2 separate regions of the Mus musculus genome follow, and region 2 is linked to region 1. Evidence: chromatin contacts called from public HiCAR-type data. All regions are on one chromosome and are shown on one strand. The core of a region is the stretch at or near the end of the contact, and the rest is flanking DNA. Distances in the headings are between cores, read along the strand shown.

What was found. HiCAR-type assays count read pairs that join an accessible place to other places.
Region 2: a contact with region 1 is called in a HiCAR-type map of astrocytes, with 5 times the contacts expected there. The contact joins the promoter of Rfc3 here to the enhancer-like site in region 1. A contact is called at or near these places in 1 of 39 promoter capture datasets (embryonic stem cells) and 2 of 115 datasets of contacts at active chromatin or transcription factors (astrocytes and large pre-B cells).

What each region holds. Positions count from the first base shown.
Region 1 is chr5:150,617,564-150,624,604 of GRCm38.p6, reverse strand. It overlaps a transcript of N4bp2l2 not described here. Among named protein-coding and RNA genes, the nearest start is that of N4bp2l1, 27 kb to the right of the region's middle. Within about 2 kb of position 3,719, at least 56 of the 459 cell types and tissues checked have an H3K27ac peak or open chromatin away from gene starts, as enhancers often do.
Region 2 is chr5:151,648,009-151,655,049 of GRCm38.p6, reverse strand. Rfc3 (replication factor C (activator 1) 3) reads left to right here and starts at 3,842. Exons shown (of 9, transcript NM_027009.2): 1 at 3,842-3,984; 2 at 5,041-5,178; 3 at 6,738-6,805. The coding sequence starts at 3,898.

The sequences.
Region 1 (7,041 bases), core at 2,470-4,969:
CTTTTTTAAAGAATTATTTATTTATTTTATGTATATGAGCACACTGTAGCTCTCTTCATGCACACCAGAAGAGGGCATCAGATCCCATTACAGATGGTTGTGAGCCGCCATGTGGATGCTGGGACTTGAACTGGAAGAGCAGTCAGTACTCTTAACTTCTGAGCCACCACTCCAGCCCCTACACTGTAGTTTTATGATAAGGGGTTAATTGCTGCATTTAAAAACTATTCTTTTAATTATGTGCCTATATGGGTGTCTGTGAGGATTTGCACACATGCATGAAAATTCCTGCCGGGTTTGGAAATGTCGGAGGTCTCTGGTGCTAGACTTGGAGGTAGTTGTGACCTGGCCAATTTTGGTGCTAAGAATTGAACTTGGATCTGCTGGTAGAGCAAAGCTATTTATTGAGCTCTCTCTAGGCCCACTTTTCCTTCCTTCCTTCCTTCCTTCCTTCCTTCCTTCCTTCCTTCCTTCCTCTTCCTCCTCCTCCTTCTTTTCCTCCTTTCCCTCTTCTTCCTTTCTTCCTTCCTTCTCCTCCTCTTCTTCCTCCTCCTCCTTCCCCATTTTTGACACTTTCTCATATAGTCCAGGCTGGTTCCTTAGTCACTATATAGCTGAGAATAACCATGACCTCCTGATCTTCCTGCCTCCCCCTCTGAGTATTTACATGTATGCACCATGACACCCAGCCTGGGAGGGATAATTTTCTAGGTTGGACTAGAACCTCCCTTCACTGTCTTGATTGCCCTTGAAAGACATGGGCTTGGTAAGAAGAGAGCAGAGGGAAATTCTCTCCATTTATTCTTACTCTAGTTGTGAAAGTTCAGCAGAGGCATAAAGATTGAATCCATAGGCCAAAACCAGGGAAAAGCATGGTAAGTATACACTGAGTTCAGACTGGGGAAATGGCCCAGGGCCCATGAAAAAGTAGCCTAGTTACTGAAAATGTGGAAAGTATGGAAAAGAAGAAAGCCTTTGTGTTTTGTTGCTGTTTCTGTTTTGTAATCCAGACTCCTTAGAACTTACTGAATAGCCCACAGTAGCCTTGCACCTGAGATCTTCCTGAGTGCTGAGGTTACAGGCATGGGCCACCATGCACAACTCAGAATGCTTTTTCCTAAGAGTACTTGCTGTGGAAGAGGAATGGGTGGAAGCTAAAATTTGAGGACAGGAAAAAAGTCTTTCTGGTTGGCGCCTGTAGTGAAAAGAGGCAGTAAACGTTTGTTGTGTAAATAAATGCGTAACAGTGAAATTACGTTTTCACTGTTTAATGGAAGATAATTAACAGATAGAGGGAAAAGTGCAGTGTCAGCTTCAGGAATTTCCACAGGAATTAATGACTAAGTCATCTACAAGTGGGATTTAGCAACTAGACAAGAATATAGAAAAGGTATAGGCAGTGGCAGCTGACTCACCAAACTCAGTGGCAGGAGATCAGTCTGGTCATGCTATAGAAGTTCTTGAGCACTTACAGTATCAGCATTGTTCTGTGTGGTAGAGATCTAGCAGAGGCAAAACAAATGGCCTTTGCCTTTCCCCAGTGAGATTGGAGAAGCAGCCCCTGCTGTAGACAGGGCACATGGCCCACCAGGAAGGGTGGTGAAGTCGAGTGAATGTGAGCACAAAGGCAAGGCTCAAGGGAATGGCTGGCTGCCAACATCTAAACAGAAACCTGAGAGCAAAGGTGCAGAGAGCAGTGAAGGACCATTTTAGGCAGAATCTTTCACTCAGGGTCTTGATGAGCTGAGACTGCAGTCAAAGAAAAGCAAAGAAACCAGTTAGCTTGGACTCAAGTCAGTAGGGCAGAATAAAGAAGCAGGTCAAGAAACAAGAAATGAGATAATCTGAGGTCTCAAAAATTGAAGGACTATGGACTTTACCACACTTGAGAAGGGATGCCACTGAGTTCTGAGCAAAGGGATAGTGTCAGTAACCCATGTTTTAAGACATAATCCAGCCCAACTGCCATTTTAGGAATGACTTTAGTGACACAAGAATGGCAACAGGATGGTATAACTTGCAGTAACCCATATAAGAGATAACTGTGACTTAAGTCAAGAGGACTAGGGAGATGGTTCAGCAGGTAAGAACTCTATCGCTGCACAAATGTGAGGTACTGAGTTTAAATCCTTAGAGCCCATGTAAAAAGCCAGATGTGGTCGTGTGCATTGGTAACCATGGTGGCTGTAGGGGTTGGTGATCAAAGAATCACTTGGGCTTGCTGCCTGCTGCAGGCTCAGTGAGAGACCCTGTCTCAAGGTAGAGAGAAAGAGAGAATGTAGGACACCAGTGTCCGCCACTGAATTCCTGCACAGCACACACATGTATACAAACAACATTTAAAAACAGTTATAATGAAATTAAGAGTGGATGTGTGGATGTGTGAGAAGTGGTTGACTAGAGGAGACAGATGATTGAATTAGACAAGTAATAGGCTGAGAAGGTGAGTGGGGAGTTATTGTAGGTTAGGTGTTCAGCAGGAGAGCACATTTGGGAAGGGAAAGATAGTCTGGGACATGATAAGCTTGAGCTACATTCTAGACATCCAGGCAGGTGCTGAATGTGTTCATAATCCAGAGAAGTCTGAGCTGGAAATACAAATGTGGGTAAGTGAGGGGAAGACAGGAGCATATTTGGCACATAAGGTAGGAGGCTTCTGTGAGTCTCAGCCTCTTCTGCTTCAGTAGAACTGACGAAAGAGGCTCTCTTCCCAAAACTTGGGAGTTCCCCTTACAGGTTCTATTTGTCACCCATTTGAAGAACTGCCAATCACGGTGTTTGAAAGCCGTGTTCTAGAGAAGTGATCAGAGTAGACCACCAGGAACCAGAAAAGAGGAACCACTGAAGAAGTCCTTGAAACTTTAGCAGCAGTGAGTCATGCTCACCTGTTTTAAACAGATACTACTCAGTCTAGTTAAGAGTAGATTTTGAAAATTTCCCAAGGTAGCAGTGGAGCTCAGTCAGTAGAGGGCTTGCCTGTTTATGTGCAACATCCAAGGTCAATACCAGCTCTCCACAAAACTCAGTGTGCTACATAACTGTAATCCCAGCACTTGGAATACGAAGGCTGGAGGATCAGAAGTTCACAGTTATCCTTGACCAAATAGCAAATTTGAGGCCAGTCTGAATTACCTGAAACTTTGTCTTTAAAAAAAAAAAAAAATCCACCCATATGCTAAAAGTGAAAAAAATTAAAAAACAGGTCAATACACCAAACTATACAATAATACTTTATCCAATACACCTGCAATTACTGTCAAAATCTATGAAGATTTTTTTTAAACAGTGCAATCACAACTTCTTTATCTTGTAAACAGTAGCAAAAGTCTTCCTGTGTTAACATCTGTAAGGTAACAATTTACGTTGCCCTGTAACAGCAGAAACAGTGCCTCTGGATATCTTACCAACTGGGAGGTTAAACACATTATATTGTTGTAAGGCTGAGGCACCTATTGGCATTGGTTTGGTAACTGCCTAAGACAAATGCAGGGAGGGGGTTACCCTAGTGAGTAAACATTTCTGACCATGTTAGTAGTGCAGTTTGCTGTTTCTCTGCGTTGGGGACTCCTGCTTCTCAGAGACAAACAAGGAAAAGGCTTGGGAACCTGATGTCCTGAGAAGTGGGTAAAGCCATTTCCAAAGTAAGGTTCATGTCTTCTACAATAGAGAGGGGAACAGAAACCGAGGAGAAACATCTGTTGGTGCTTTCTAGCAGAAGAAAGTAGGAACCACATCCAGAGAATGGCGCTCTTTTGATCGTGGTTAGGTGTAGCTTACTTCAGCTACTGCACACTTAATTGAGTTGACTATTTGTCTTAATTTTGGTGATCATAAATATCTCAAGGTACTGGGGTGAGACATCTGTCAGGGTGGCTTCTGTCACCTGGTGTCCCAGATCCTGTGACAGAATCACCTCTTAGTCTTCAACTCTCCAACATCCAGGCTAGGAGAAACTAAACGTGGCAGGACATGGTACACGCCTGTCAGCTGGCACACGGGAAGCAGAAGCAGAAGAGGACAAGTTACGCAGTGAGTTCAAGGCCAGGCTGGCACGTTAGTAAGACCCTGTCTCAAAAAAGCAAATCAAACAAGGAAAGGCGCTCTCGTAGTAACAGAGGAGAGGGCTTGCCTAGATTGTGCTAGGACCTGAATTGATTGCTTACTACCAGAAAAAGAAAACAACAATAACAACAAAACCTAAACATTTCTCTCTGAATTTATGTGACAGTTGAGTCATTAGTCTTTTTCCAGTCGCTGCCCAGTCATAACTTTTGCATCACACTACACCAGGGCAGTGAGAGAATAAAGAAGACACACAGACAGGCAGACCGATGAACAGAAAGCTGGGATCAGGTCGTCCAGACTCGTGGCTAGAAAAAGCACAGCACTTAACTCGGTGTGTTTATTGTAGTGTTGAGCAGACATCCAGAGTTAGTGCATACAGTTGGGCAAAGATGGAGGTGTATTACATACAGCTGAGCGAGGAGACAGGTTTATCTAATTTGGCAGGGGATGTCTGTAGAGAAGCAGTCTTTAGACAGTAAACATCCAGGGGAAGAAAGCTATTATAGACTTTTTTCTGCACACTGTCAACAATCCCATTTGGGCCCCAGTGAAGGCTTTGCCATCCTCTAAGCCTCACCCCAGGGGAGTGGCTATGGCATTCCTTCCTGGGTTGTGGCTTTGGGACCTTTGGCAGATCTAGTTCATGTCAACACACACATTGGCTTAGGGCTTCAGTCAGGGCTTTCTCCGCTTCCTACAGGATGGAGAGAATACATCTTGTTTTCTCCCCCCTCCTTTTTTTTTAATAGATTACTGATACTAAACATCATTATTGATTTCTCTTTGGTAGTATGTGACAGGCTACAAAACTGGACTGTTAGCTAAATGTATAGGGAGGGCTTCTCTTTCAGCTGTCAAGGAAGTCCTCAGAGGTAAATCCACTTACTCCTGAAGACAATGGAAGGGTGAGGACTTCGTGCCTCCAGGACTCCGGTCTTTCAGTCATTCTTTCCCATACCTGAATCTTGCCTCTGAGTGGCAGGTGAAGTAATGGTAGGTTTGATGCTTCATCGCTGTCAACCTGTCTGTGAAGAGAAATCTATAGGGGTTCTAAGGCAGTTATGTGAAGGTTGATTTTCTTCATGCATTAAAAACATGGAGCATGATTGAAAATAGACGCATTTTTAGCCACCTGGTTTTGTACCCACATTCTGACTTTAAATAAAAATATGAAACTCCTTTAGCTGTTGAAGGGCCAGGGAACTTGCCCTACTCAGCAGCATCCAGGAAGTAGTAATTTTGTAGCATTTTATAAATGAAGACTGAAGACAGGAACATACCATTCACATAGATGCTTTTAATTGGTAATCAGCTGTTGGGTGTGTAGCTCAGCAGTCATAGGTGTGAGCTCCAGTACCAAAGGAGCAACACCACATAGCTCCACACGCGCATGTGTAACTTAATGAAGCATGTGTAGACAAGGGGAAAAGGGAAAGCCAAGACTGGAGGGCGGGGCAACCGGGGAAACGAGACTGGATCACCTCTTTGCAAAAAAAAAAGGCAAAGCCTACAGAAAGTGACAGTGATTTCTGTGGCCAATGGCTCCAACCTTTCAGACATAGGGCTCAGAGGATACAGAAATATCCAAGGAGTCAGCTGGCCCATCACAAAAGTCAGTTTCCAGATTGCTTCTCTGGCAATATGTGTGCTAGGGTCTTCCCAGAAAGCAGTGAGTCAAACAGTGAGAACTGTATCCTGAAGCATGGCTTTAAGCCGTGTTGCTCCCCCTGTGCTGTGACATGCTCCATTGAGCCGCAGTGCCTGTGACTGGAAGAACTCAGTCCAGGAGCACACCGTGGAAGAGCCATTGGGCCTGCTTTATCTTCATGTATACCAACCTGTATGCAAGTTATACACCAACAGTCTAAGTAATAAGGACGAATGGGGCAAGAGCAAGAAGCCTTTTTCAATCTTCCACACGTTCCATTCTGCAGACAGGACTGGTGTGCATGGGAGGGATGCACACGCATGATAAGTACCTGCACTGATGTAGGAACTGCTATATTTCAGCTCTGGTATTAGATGATATTTCACCAGCAGCACAAATATATCAGTTCATTCAGTACTCATTTTTTTAAAAAATAGTAAACTAAAATATAATAAGAAAAAAACAAAAACTAACACATTGTCATTGGACATGACCAACAAACAGAAGGAAAAGAGCCCAGAGAAGGCACAAGCATCAAAGACCCACTCATCCACACATTTAGGAATCCCATAAAAACACGAATCTGGGAGCTGTAATAGACGCACAGAGGGCCTGATGTTGATTCATGCAGGCCTAGTGTGTGCTGCCTCATAAGAGTTCACAAGAGCCTTGATCGTGTTGACTCAGAGGGCCTTGTGTCCTTAGTGACCTCTATCCCCCTCTGCCTCTTACACTCTATCTGCCTCCTCTTGGAGGGGTTTCCCTGGGTCCTGAGGGCAGGGGTTTGATGGAGACATTGCATTTAGGGGTGACTGTTCTGAGGTCTCACTCTGCGTGTCTGGTTGTGGGTGTCTGTAATTGTCCCCATCTGCTGCAGGAGGAAGCATCTCTGATGATGGCTGAGCAAGGCACAGTGAGTACAGCAGAATGTCACTAGGGCTAATCTTACTGTTATGTTTCTTTTCTCTAAAACAGTAACATTTGGTTTTTACCCCCCAGGCCCCAGGGCTGTCTAGTCTATGGTCCTTGGTCACCCAAGCACTGATGGGTGTGGGTTCCATCTCATGGAGTGAGCCTTAAATCAAATCAGCGATTGGCTGGTCACTCCCACAAGCTTTGTGCTACCATTGCCCTAGCATAGCTTGCAGGCAGGACACCGTTGTTTATCCAGGAGGTTGTGGCTCAGCTGGTGTTTACACGTCTCCTTTGGTAGTGTACAGAGCACCTTCCTGTACCAAAGATGCTAGAACAAGGAGTGAAGGCTCCATGTCGGCACCAGCCGGATTTCTCCATAGTCAATGAATCTGTTTGTGGAGAGCAACAGCCTG
Region 2 (7,041 bases), core at 2,593-5,092, 1.0 Mb before region 1:
ATATTTCAGTCTGAAAAGAGAAATGCTATTAAAAAGAATGAATTTATGAAATTCCTAGGCAAATGGATGGACCTGGAGGGCATCATCCTGAGTGAGGTAACCCAATCACAAAAGAACTCACGTGATATGTACTCACTGATAAGTGGATATTAGCCCAGAAACTTAGAATACCCAAGATACAATTTGCAAAACACATGAAACTCAAGAAGGACGAAGACGAAAGTGTGGACACTTTGATCCTTCTTAGAATTGGGAACAAAACACCCATGGAAGGAGTTACAGAGACAAAGATTGGAGCTGAGATGAAAGGATGGACCATTTAGAGACTGCCCTATAAGGGGATCCATCCCATAATCAGCCTACAGCACATACATAGAATTGTAAACTCTAATTTCTTTTTTTAAAATATTTTTTATTATTACATATTTTCCTCAATTACATTTAGAATGCTATCCCAAAAGTCCCCCATACCCTCCCCCCAACTTCCCTACCCACCCATTCCCATTTTTTGGCCCTGGCATTCCCCTGTACTGGGGCATATAAAGTTTGCATGTCCAATGGGCCTCTCTTTCCAGTGATGGCTTACTAGGCCAACTTTTGATACATATGCAGCTAGAGTCAAGAGCTCCAGGGTACTGGTTAGTTCATAATGTTGTTGCACCTACAGGGTTGCAGATCTCTTTAGCTCCTTGGATACTTTCTCTAGCTCCTCCATTGGGGGCGCTGTGCTCCATCCAATAGCTGACTGTGAGCATCTACTTATGTGTTTGCTAGGCCCCGGCCTAGTCTCACAAGAGAGAGCTATATCAGGGTCCTTTCAGCAAAATCTTGCTAGTGTATGCAATGGTGTCATCGTTTGGAGGCTAATTATGGGATGGATCTCTGGATATGGCAGTTTCTAATTTCTATTTTAAGATAAATTCACACACACACACACACACACACACACATTAATACAACAAGACATTGAATGTGGGCACCATTAAATAAAGATCAAGATGGAATATGGATTACTACTGGTCTGTATTCACACTAGCTAAAGCTTTACCTACTAATGGAGAGGTTTGGCTATGAGAGCCAGGCCATTGTTGGACTCCATTGCTAGGGGGAGGACAAATCAGGAGACCAGTTCCAGGAGGAGCTTTTTAAGCTACTATTTGAGCACTTTTACCCATCTGGAAAAGGCATTTATAAAAACTAGGAAGGGCCTTCATCCTCCCCCAGGATGCCAATAAAAACTGACTTGCTTAAGTCAGTTTTCCTGTAGTTTGCTGGGGTGTTGGTCTCTCATTTGGACCCTTTCTGGGTAAGGTCTCTCTGTTTTGGATTCACTTGAGCACAACCCTGGCATCTGGCTGAGTCATCCCATGTAGCAGGGCTCGTCTAGGTATTACATAGCTTTGTCTGAGCAGCTCAGAAAGTTTTGTGAACCATAGATGAGCAGACCGGTAAGGGTTAACCACCAGAGTCCTGACCATTGTTTTCAGGGGGTGAGGGTGTGGGGGATGATCTTTCCCTTTGATGTCCTTTATCAGCCAGTGAGTTTGAGCTGTTCTTTTCTTCATTACCATGAAGTCTCTGGAAAGCACCAGGTCATGGTATATCATAAGAATATGAATAAGGCTCACTGGTCTTCAGGCCACTTGTCAGCCAGCTAGGCCAGCAGCCCAACAGTAGATGACAGTAAATTGTAGGGGAAGCCTAATAGTCTCTAGAACGGCCAAGATTATTTAATTTCCTTTCCACAGCAGTGAGAAGCCCTCTTTCAGTCACACTATGAAGATGTACAGAATTAAAAGCATAGTAGTTGTCTGTATATACAGTGGTTGACTTTCCTTTTTCCCATCTGAGAGCCTGGGTCAGACCAATCAGTTCTCCTTTTTGGAATGAGATATCTGACTTGGGCCCAAATATTTTCAGTTAAAGTAATTGTTGCAGCTCCTTTGCATCTAGTTTCATCTTTCATGGAAGAGTACCTGCAATGCAGGTGGTCATTAGGCAAGAGGTGATCAGATTTGATAACTATGAGTTTCTCACTTTGCACTCAAGTATGGTAAGGCCTGGTACTGGCTTACACAAACATTAGACAGCCAAGATCCTGGTGTGTCTTAGGGCTGCCATTACTGTGAAAAGACACCAAGACCAAGGCAACTCTTTTAAAGGATAACTGTTAATTAGGGCTGGCTTACAGGTTCAGAGGTTCATTCCATTATCATCATGGCAGGAAGCATGGCAATGTCCAGGCAGGCATGGGGCTGGAAGAGCTGGGTGTGCTATATCTTGTTCTGAAGACAAGCAGAAGACTGGCTTCCTGGTAGGTAGGAGGAGAGTCTCAAAGCCCACCCCCACAGTGATACACATCTTCCAACAAGGCCACACCCCCTAATAGTGCTACTCCTTCCCTGGGCCAAGCATATTAAAACTGCGTGGTGCTCCTCAGAGGAGGGCCTCAGTCTTGTAATGGAGTGCTGTTAGTACAAGATTTAGACCCAGATTTAGCTTGTGAGCTAGCTTACATAATCTAGCAGTAGCTATCACAGCTTAGACAGATGGACCATTTTGTGGCTACAGGGTCCAATCCTTTGGACAGGTACATCACAGGGTGTTTCCATGGTCCCAAAATTTGGATTAAAAGCCCTTCTGTCTTGTTTTATGGACAAACAGATGAAAAAGTTTTGAGACATCTGGAAGTTTTAGGGCTGGAGTCAATGCTAGAGCTGTTTCTAAAGCTTCAAATACCTTTTGTTCAACCTCAGTCCAGATTAAGGGCTCAGTGCCCTGCTTCGTGCTGGTGTGTAGTGAGAGGCCTTGCTCTGCTTACAAACTCTGGAATCCAGAGGCAGCACTACTCCATTGCCCCTAGGAACATACCTATATAGTAGTTTCTATAGTGATTCCAAATCTCATCAAGCTGATGACCAAGATTAACCATAGCAACAAGCTTTCAGGTGTCTGAAAGAAACTTCTGAAGCTACTGCAGGGAGCAGATCAGAGCTGTGTCTCTGGCCTTGGCCCTCTGGCTATGATTTGAGGACTCTATCCTTCCTTCCCAGCCACTTCCTCAGGTCTCACAAGTTGAAGAATTCCAAGTATGGTTATAAGTTAAAAAATACAGGGCAACCAATTAAAATCTAATTTCAGATAAAAATTAATTTCATTGCAAATATTGCCTGGGACACACACCGAAATGTTATTGGGGATCTAAATGTTATTGGGGGCATCTGTGTGTTGTATTTGTGAAAACAAGTAAACCTAGGTTTTTTTTTTTTCTATGTTCTCTTCACATTCTTTCAATCTTTTAGATTAAAAGAATATACCCTAGGATCCACCATGAACTACCTGTCTTTGGACGTTGTCTGTCATGCTTCTGGGTACTTTCGCTTCTGATTTCCTTTACTTTCTATTTCCTTTACTTTCCTAGTTCAGAACATATAGTTCACAGAGGCATGTAGGCAAATGCTCATTGAATATTGGAGTTTGTTTATTATTTTAAAGAAAAGCAGTTCTACTAATAAAGATAACAGATTATGTAGCACTAATTAGAATGAAGTTGTGAATCAGTGAATAAATGAAAGAATGAAATGGAGGGAATTTCCTTCCCTAAGAACTCAGATTGGACGAACCTGAATGTCAGAGATACATCTTTAATTCCTTCGAATGTTTTCTAAAATGTTACAGGGTGAGAACAAAGAGGCAGCCACTGCCCGGTAAATCCAGCGACTGTTGGTGCAGTGGTGGAAGTGGGAACTGCAGCGACTGCTCCACTCCCGGTTGAGATTGCCCAGTCTCCCTATCCGGAAGTCGCCGGGTGCCGGAAGTGACGTCGCACGCTTTCGCGCTCGCGGGAAAACTCTACTGTCTAAGCGGCGGGTCCGCTGGTGCGACTGTGGAGCGGTCATGAGCCTCTGGGTGGACAAGTACCGGCCGAGCTCCCTTGCCCGGCTGGACTATCATAAGGAACAGGCAGCACAGCTGCGCAACCTGGTGAGCCGCCCTGCTCAGCAGCTTCCTGCACAGCCCGGGGAAGGGAAGGGAAGGGAAGGGAAGGGAAGGGAAGGGAAGGGAAGGGAGGGAGGGAGGGAGGAGGCGGGCGCCCCGGTGCTAGCGAGGGGGTCAGAGTGACGCGTTCCTCAAAGTGCGGTGTGTTTGCTGCCGGGAACCTCAATGGCTTGGTGTGGGGACCAGAAGAAGGCCAGTGTAGTGGAGAATCAGGAGCAAGCAGCGGCGGTAGGGGGCGGGGATGGGGGTGTGCCCGGGCCTCGGTGTTACTGCAAATGCCTGATGGGCTCTCCCGCTACAGAGAGCTTAGGTGGGAAGCTGATAGAGGTGACTGTGCCCCGGACCCTGTTCTTAGTTACTGCGGAATCACAGCTAAGGCTTTTCTGAAAAGGAGAGATTATTTTAACGAGTGCCGCGATCGTTCATATGAGAGCTTTTGGAAGACTCGAGGGTGAAGTGGAAGATATGTTTTAGGTTTGGTTTTGGTTTTGGTTCGTGATGCATGCACTAATTTGAAATAGAATATTATGCTTCGTTAATACACGTGCCGGTTTTCCTTGCAAAAGCTTTAATGTTCAGTTTCCCGGTGGCAAGATCAAGACCCCATGTTAATAGTACTCTTTCGTTTGATGGCACTCTGTTACTGCTGTCTTTTCCATAGCATTGATCAACCTTGATCTAGTGTGAAGTTCTTCTGTCTCTTCCAAGTGAACTTACAAGGAAATCAGCGCACCTGCTTCTGAGCAAGAGGACCATTATGGGGAGCCCGGGCCAGACAAGCATCTGTCTTAGTTACAGAGATTGGGTTCGCCTTCTGTCATCCCTTAGTTTCAAACGGGCCCTTCAGATAGCTTACTTAGGGAGTGCCTACTTTTAAGCATTTAGTGCATGTAAATTAGATTAAATTAGTGTCCAGAGTTTGGTACATTTTCTGTTGGAGCTGGATGGTAAACAGAATATCTTGGAACTTTAAAAGTGGTTTGTTTAACTTAGTTCACCCAGTTTAACTAAGATATAATGTCTTGTTCTTTTTTTCCTTAGGTGCAGTGTGGAGACTTTCCTCACCTCTTAGTATATGGACCATCAGGTGCTGGAAAAAAGACAAGAATTATGTGTATTCTACGTGAACTTTATGGTATCGGGGTGGAAAAACTGAGAATTGAGCATCAGACTATCACAGTAAGCATCTTGGGTTGAAGCTTAGCAGATGTTTCTGGAGGGGACTTTTAATCCTGGTCATGTGTATATCTCTCCCCACCACTAGCCAGTGACTAGTGTGTGACTTAGGAAGTTGTGTGTCTGTGTGCTTGTGTGGGTGAAGGTGGCATGAGTAGAGTTACTGTTAGCTGCCAGTCCTCTTTCCCATTGTATTTAAGACAGAGATTTCCTTCCACTCTGCCAAGCCCAGCTGGCAGGCGGACCTGGGAGCTTCTGGGGATTCTCCTGTCTCTGCCGCCCACCTCTCTGAGGTCCCTGGTATTACAGACAGTTGCAATTGGACCAGCGCTACAGCTTTTATACGGAGTCATCAAACTTGCATGTGTCCACACCACAAGTGTATTTCACTCAGCCATTTCCCCAGTCCCTGAAATGCCCTTCTCTCAAGTGTCCTCAGCCCAGCAGAACTGGCAGTTCCTTACACATGATAGTGTGTAGCTTGCCTTGGTTATGGTTTTTTACCTTTTACCTCAGTGGGATGAGAGAATATGCCATGTCAATTTCAAGGCCTTCATGGCATCTAATAACAGTGTCGTAATGATATTTTGTGTTCAGAGGGAAAAAATGCTTAGTGGGGATGGTCATGCTGTTAATAAAATCTTCAGGAGGGTGATGTTGAATTAACTCAGAAGAAACAATATTCTACAAGACAAAAGAACTGAATAAATAGAAATATAAAGTATGTTCTCACACGGGAGGCTTAATATTTAGAAGTCTCTGTCCCAAGTTACGGTATAAATTTCAGTCAGAATACTAATGTTGAAAAAGTGTATGATGCCACCCTAAATCCCATATGGAGGACACATTTCTGAAATGAGATAAGGTTATGAAGAAGAGAAGTGAAACGGGTGTATTAGTTCATCCCTAAATTGTTTAATATAAACTAGATTAAGGCAAGGTAGGTTTATTTGAAGGGACGACGGGAGAGAGAGACTATTGGGATGAATTAATTTTAAGAAATAGAAATAGCAAGTTTTATGGCAAATCACCAACATGAGTCTTAGCTTTGTACTACTTTCAGAGGATTTAGCGAGTCGAGTCTGTGGACGGTTGATTTGTGTTTGAGGCCCATGGTGAGGCAGAACAGTTCATACACAGGTGCAAGTGTATGAAGGAAGAGTTTCCTTACAGACATGTTAATTTCTTGTTCAGCTGATGGGTCCTTGGATAGGTGGCACAGACATGCACAGTGCCAACAAAGTGAAAATCTATAAGGATAATTAGTTGTAGAACATGCATGTTATGAGTTGATAACACTGTCATGACATCACACCAGTTGTCTTGAAAGAGATCGCAAAGACACATTATTCAGTGAGAAAAGCAAAATAGGTGTGTATGAAAATTTCTTTCTTTATACATTAATTTTGCATGAAACAATGAGTCTATGAATATATTTTTCTTTTATTTCTGTGTTAACATGGAAGACTGTAGATAGTTGGCAGTAGTGATTTGGTGATTCACGAAATAAAAAGAAGACAGCCAATAAGTAAATGTTGAACCGATTCTTGTTTCATTCACAGACCCCGTCTAAAAAAAAAATTGAAATCAGCACCATTGCAAGCAACTACCACCTTGAAGTTAATCCCAGGTAAACTGCTCCTGAATATTCTTAGGAAAGTAATTAGAGATTTAGAAAAAAAAAAATATATATATAGTCATTGTCCTCCAGCTTAGAGTTTTTCTAAAATACTGTTGTCAGAGGTCCCTTAGGTCAGTGGGTACCATGGTCCATGTCACCGAGGTGAGTGTCTATGTAAAGGAATGAGTGCAGTGGAGGGAGTGGAAGGAGGAGTCTTGAGCTCTTGTGTATGTGGATTTGGTGGC